2 separate regions of the Ovis aries genome follow, and region 1 is linked to region 2. A link is a contact called in public Hi-C data. All regions are on one chromosome and are shown on one strand. Each heading gives the region's core, a stretch centred on a gene start, on an enhancer-like site or on the middle of the called end of the contact. The rest is flanking DNA. Distances are from core to core; before and after follow the strand shown.

Region 1 (3,478 bases), core at 469-2,968, 95 kb before region 2:
ATGTTTGTCATCTTTGGCTCCAAAGTGTTATCTCAAAGCCAACCACTTGGTGGCACCAAAACAAAAGCTGAAATTTTAGTTCTGGCTTAGCGTCCCAAAAGGCAGTTTTTATGGCTGAAGAAACAGAAGCCATGTTCCTCTACCATCCTGATTCAGGGAAGTACATCAACCGGTTTATACATAAAACCAGGCAGGATGGTCCTGTTAGCCTGCAGGGGAAAGAAAAGTTTTGTTTTTTTAATGTTTGTAAATATTGTTAATCTGGCTTACTTCTAGGGCACTGGCCCATCTAAGCTTCTCAGACCACCCAGGCCGAGCCCTAAATCTGCCATTTCACTCCTCATGAATGGATGTGCTTAAGGCCTCTCTTGGGGATGAGCGACGGGAGGAATGCAGTTCACACAGGAGACGCTGGAAATCAGTCTGCAGCTCCAAGGATTCACTAGACTCCGGGCTCCCCCACCCCCACCCCATGTCACCCAGAGCACAGGACACTCACAGCTCAAGGGTGCACAGCAGGCTCCCACAGCTGAGATGGATGTCACCAGGAAGCAGACGTCTCAACTCCCAACCCTTTTGTGGCAATTGTGTCTATTACTCTAATTATGTAATTTAATTTAAAACTATATGAACTGATGAAAGAAGTGCAAAACAAAAGAGTTATTATTACTAGGAAAACTAGGTTAACTGCTTTGGAAAGACTCCATAAAGGCGAGTTGCGGGGGGGGGCGGCGGCGGGGGTAAAGGTGTGTGCAAGATGACACTAGGAGATTAGGAAAATATCTTTAAACTTCCAGCATTTCACATATCTGGGTTTTAGATATGAAACAGAACCCATAGATGTGTATTACCATTCTGATCACTAAAGAAAGACTTAATAGAACTCCAATTTGTGTCCTCTCAGAGTTTTTTACATCTGAAGAGTAGGGAAAGAATGAAGATTTATGTTTTCAATAAAATGCTTATACCTACTTGTAATTTTTTATGATACCATTTTAACTGGCATTGTCAGTAAACAGCCCGGCCCCTGCTACATCATGACATTTAGGGAGAGATGGGGGAATAGAGGAGATGTCTGTCTCTGGTCCCACCCTGAGCCCCAGGGCAAGAGGAGAGCTGACATCAGCCAAGGCCCACAGAGAACAAGCACACCAAGCTTAGCTCCCCAACCCACACACAGGGCGAGTGTGGGGAGGTGGGGCATTCTTCTGCTTTTGCACAGAACTACATCTTGTTCTGTTCCCTTAAGGGCCTGAATTGGCCTGGAGTACAATTCAGAGTAGGCTCAGAGCCCTGATGTCCCTAAGAGGAGGGTACGTACAGACACAGTTGTATCCAACAAGAGATGGACTTCATAATCAGAGACTCTGAGTTAAAACACAGCTACCCATTTACAAATTCTGTGAAGTTAGGAATAAGTTCTCATCTGTAGGGATTCCCTTATAGCTCAGTCAGTAAAGAATCTGCCTGCCATGCCGGAGACCCCAGGTTCAATTCTTGAGTCAGAAAGATCCCCCAAAAAGGGAATGGCTACCCACTCCAGTATTCTTGCCTGGGAAATCTCATGGACAGAGGAGCCTAGCAGGCTACGGTCCATGGGTTCAGAAGAGTCAGACACAACTTAGCATCTAAACCACCACACCTCATCTGCATGTGCACTGAGAACACCAGCTAGATAGAATGCTGTCTAACGCGTTCAGAGGGCTGCCGGGTGAAAGGTGCCACGCCCAGCGGTCCGACTCTCACACTGGGGCGGCTGCTGCTGCACTTGCTTCTGCTGACACATCCACCCTGGAAAGAGAGCCATCTGCTCTTCCCACACCCTCTCCCACAAAACCATTTGCATTGCTTTGCTCGGGACGAGAAACATGCTAAAGTCTCTCTTTGAATGTTCAGAAAGCTATCACTTCAAATACAAAGGTCTCCTTTTCATTCTATTTCCTGTAGAACTGTGATTTTTCTCCCTTCCATTTACAGAAGGGTACAAACAAAAGATGATCCACTACTCTACTCAGATTCTCCAAAGTGGCCCAACTGAATTTAAGCCAAGCCCCTCAGGGGAGCACGGAGCAGTGAGGGCCCTCCAGTGTCCATCTCACTGGACCCTCAATCCCCACTCAAAACATCTCTTGTTAGAGTTACATGACACCATGTGGTCAAGTGAGCAGACATATCAACACTCCATCCTGGAAGAGGAAATGTACAGCCTCTTCCTCTAACCACCTGTATAGGTGAACTAAGCTACTTTACCAGATTCACTAATGCATTTCTATAATTTCCAGCTCTGGAGTTACACAGCAACAAAACAGCAGCCAGATGGCAACTCAGGACTTGCAAGACTTTGCAAGTTGTATGTGCCAATGACCTTCAGCATTGCAGGCCCAGAAAGGCTTTTTTCCAGTGTTCCCAGAGCTGACCTGAGTCTTAGGGATTGACTCATATTAACCAGATTCACAAGAACAGATGTCATCACATCACTGTATTAATCATAGGGTCCAAGTGGGCTCCCGTGCTGCCCTCTCATGAGCCAGAAACTTCCTGGGCAAAATGTGTAAGCAAAGACCCAGCCATGAAGGTCCAAGACAGCAAGGCTAAGGGAGGAAAGAGAAGGCAGTGTGCCCCAGACCCCGGGTTCCAAGACTCTAAAAGCAAACAATGGACAGTTGATGTTTTAGAGTCCCTCCCAACTGCGTGACTCTCAGTTTATCAGGCCTCTACCCCTCTTGGGAATAAATCACTTGAAATTTTTTTCCTACTGGGTACCTAAGAAGTTTCAGTGAGCATGGCTGACACCGGGGAAAAGGACATGAGCACAGAGGATAATTCTTATGCGCCAAGGCTGTCAACAGGTAGCTCAGTGGCCCGTGGTCCCAGGCATATTTGCGGAGTGTGCAGTGTTTTCAGACTTTTTAAACTAATTGCCAACTTTTAAAAGTTGGTGATTTCTCATCAAAAATCAAAAGTTAAGTTTCTCTTGGAGGTTGACACATGCCTACAAAACAATAATAACTAGAGTTGACAACTTTACTTTGGGGTCTGCAGCTCTCTGCCCTCCTCTTCAGACACTTGGGCTTCCCTGGTGGCTCAGCTGGTAAAGAAACCATCTGCAATGCGGGAGACCTGGGTTCGACCTGTGCGTTGACAAGATCCCCTGGAGAAGGAAAAGGCTACCCACTCCAGTATTCTGGCCTGGGGGATTCCATGGGCTCTATAGTCCATGGGATCGCAAAGAGTCGGACACAACTGAGCAACTTTCAATTTCAATTTCAAATTTCATCAAGATATAGAGTTTCTCATTACATATGATTATGAAGCATTACTTGTCATTTCTTGTACTAGTGCCAGTCTTAGAGCACACTTTTATTTCAAGGGACTAAATATATACACATATATATATACTATAATTCATCTAGGGACAATAATATGGATCATCTGGGGAAGACAATTTGAAGGTAATGTTGGGACTTCTCAGGCAGTC
Region 2 (3,186 bases), core at 178-2,677:
GCGCTGGAGAAAAATTAGGACTTCAAGGAAAAAAATTATATGACTTTAATAACTTCTTTTAAGGAGATCTAATATGTAAAACTGGAGAAGGCAATGGCACCCCACTCCAGTACTCTTGCCTGGAAAATCCCATGGACGGAGGAGCCTGGTAGGCTGCATTCCATAGGGTCGCTAAGAGTTGGACATGACTGAGCGACCTCACTTTCACTTTTCACTTTCATGCATTGGAGAAGGAAATGGCAACCCACTCCAGTGTTCTTGCCTGGAGAATCCCAGGGACGGGGGAGCCTGGTGGGCTGCCATCTATGGGGTCGCACAGAGTTGGACACGACTGAAGCGACTTAGCAGCAGCAGCAGCAATATGTAAAAATCCAAATTTATAACAACACTTAGAGTTAACTAGCACAATGAGATTCTTTAAAGTTTTGATTCATAGAAATCCAATTTACTTTTTTAAATATATAGTAGATTGTTAATTAACTATATAAAGAACAGAAGCAGCAAACTAGTATAAAGATTAATAGCTAGTATAAAGATTAATGTACTAAACACAGATTTGATTATATAAATACTATCTTTAAGTATTTAAATTTTAAGTTATTGAGTGAAACATAAACAATAAAAAAAGGAAGATATGAAGAGAAAGAAATGTTAGAAAACTAGGCTACTATAAGGATGTGTTACTGAAAATCTGTTTTTAAGTCTTTTAATATGAAATTCTGTTGACATTCACAGAACAATTCAGAACTAAACCTAAAACTTTGGAGGAGAAATTAGATCAAAATCCAATTTCAAGTTTCAGTAGTCCTGTTTTTTGTTTTCAAATTATTCAACTATGGAGAAATGTCTCTATTATAAAACAATTTTATTTATTCCATACTATAAAAGTAACCCATTGTAAATATACCATTGGTCTTAGTCAAGTTATAGAACTGTGCACCCATCACCACAATCCAGTTATAAAACATTTCCATCAACCCAAAGAGTATTTTCATTTCTATTTGGAGTTAATCCTTGCTACCCCCTCTAGCTCTAGGCAACCACTGATCTATTTTGTCTATAAATTTGCCTTTTCCATGCATTTTATATAAATGGAATAATAGAATATGTAGTCATTTACATATGACTTCTAATGTTTGAGGTTATTTCATTTACAAAGCATGTTTTATTAACTCAGTCCTTTTAATTGCTAAGTTGTGTGTGTGTATACATATATACCACACTTCATTTATCCATTTACTAAAAGATGATGGCTTTCGGATATTTTCATTTGGGGCCATCACAAATGATGCTGCTATGAATACTCACGTACATGTCTTTGTGTGGACCTGTATTTTCATTTCTCTTTTATAGATTCCCAGGAGTGGAAATGCTGGGTCATATGGTAAATTTAAAACATCTCTTTTTTTATCTAGCTTTTTTAAAACCCAGCATTTAAAACTGTGGATATTAGACATTTTAAAAACACAAATATACTGGGATCACTGGCTCTCTTAAGTCCTAAATATATAAATTTAGCATGTTTAACTCATACAATTCTCAGTTCATGGTTTATTCCCACAGCTTCAGGTTGTAAAAGAGAATATAATAATTCAGGGGGAAAAGTGTACCAGGTAAATTAGCGTTTTGTTACTTCTAGAGAAACACAGAGGGCTATGCAACCAGGCCTGCAAGCATAAACAAATCAATGACAGGCAAAGAAACACAAATATTTTTCCACGTTTTAACAGTATACTTAATGAGATATTCTGAATAAAGGATAAATAATTATAATGCTTTTCTGTAAAGAATAATTTCTAAAACATAATAAAATAACTTTCATTTTAACTGTATTTTAAAGTAATATAAGTAGAAAATAGTATTTCTGAATAATATATTTCAATGCTTTAAAAAACTTATTCTTCCCTCACTATTACTTCTATTGCTTATATCAATTATCTAAAAGATTTGGGGTACATAGATGATCCTGTTTTAGTTTTTTAAAAATTCACTTCACTGATGACGCTCAGTAAAAATCAAACTGGAGGAATATAACTCAAGAAAAACACTATTAAGAGGTAATGTTAGGCCGAGAAAAATGTATCATTTGGTGACATGAAAATTCTGAAGATAAATATCCTTAGAAACACTGAATCTTATGGTTTAGTTATAGACAGATTTGGGCTGTTAGTGAGGTGTGGATTAAATCAATGGATATTTGCTTTTTCATGGGAATTCATAGTGTTATACCGTGTTTATAGATTTATTTACAAAATAACTTCAGAAAGAGTAGTATATAGCTAGTAGTATCTGAGAATCCTGCTTAGCTTTTGAGATGAAAGAAATCATAGTATTTTGAGTACGGCCATAAGGAACCAGCAGGACTGAACTGCCCACTACTTGCTTTTTTCAATCTTTACTTTGCAGGAACCTGACACCGCAGGTCCTCATAGCAGCAGAAACTGCAATTTGGGGCAACTCAGATCAAAAAGAAAAAGCATAACAAGAAAAAAAAACCAAAAACCTCTATACAATTACCCTAGATTTAACTTTTTAACTCAAAATACACAGTTACCACTTCAGTGTATTTTAAGATAGATTTTTAATTAGGGAAATTTAACATTAAATGCAATAAAGCAAAAAAAAAGTTTCATAACTACAGTGAATGATTTTAAAATAATATTTGGGGAAAAAATTAGTAATAACTTAATCCTGATATAAAAAGTTGAAATTATAGAACTTGTAAAAATTAAAATGTTCTTGTTGCTGTTAATTAGCAATTTTAAATCGTCTTACTTTACAGCTACATTTATATGGTGATGATGGACAATTTAAAATCCAGAATGATAAAAGGATAATCTTATATTTTACTCCCATTTACTGTATTCAACTAGTTTCAGATCTCACAATCCAAGAAACAAAAGTGTGGCAGGGAGAGGAAAGGGAAGTTATCATGCCTTCCTCTACACCTAGATAGTAAAATTTCAAAAGAAATAATGTTATCTTAAAGTAAATCAGTCATTGTTCTAAGAAGGTGGCCATTTTAGGTCAAAAATTGCATTTCTGAGATCTCATTTTCTTGGCACACAATTAGTGTTTACAATTAAGCTAAAAACTTGTTCTGGTATTTTATGACATCAGGAAAATTCTTTCCTCTCCAGGCAGAATGCCAAAAACAACTACAGCTAAATGCCTGGGCCTTCGGCT

Evidence for each region. Hi-C and Micro-C count contacts between places; a contact is called where the count stands out from the background.
Region 1: a Hi-C map of tail adipose tissue shows a contact between it and region 2, with 4 times the contacts expected there. The contact joins two enhancer-like sites. A contact is called at or near these places in 3 of 16 Hi-C or Micro-C datasets (mesenteric adipose tissue, skin fibroblasts and tail adipose tissue).

What each region holds. Positions count from the first base shown.
Region 1 is chr1:54,544,896-54,548,373 of ARS-UI_Ramb_v3.0, reverse strand. The region is part of intron 3 of GIPC2 (GIPC PDZ domain containing family member 2); the gene reads right to left. Among named protein-coding and RNA genes, the nearest start is that of TRNAG-CCC, 44 kb to the right of the region's middle. Within about 2 kb of position 1,718, at least 13 of the 54 cell types and tissues checked have an H3K27ac peak or open chromatin away from gene starts, as enhancers often do.
Region 2 is chr1:54,450,267-54,453,452 of ARS-UI_Ramb_v3.0, reverse strand. The region is part of intron 1 of DNAJB4 (DnaJ heat shock protein family (Hsp40) member B4); the gene reads right to left. Among named protein-coding and RNA genes, the nearest start is that of DNAJB4, 34 kb to the right of the region's middle. Within about 2 kb of position 1,427, at least 4 of the 54 cell types and tissues checked have an H3K27ac peak or open chromatin away from gene starts, as enhancers often do.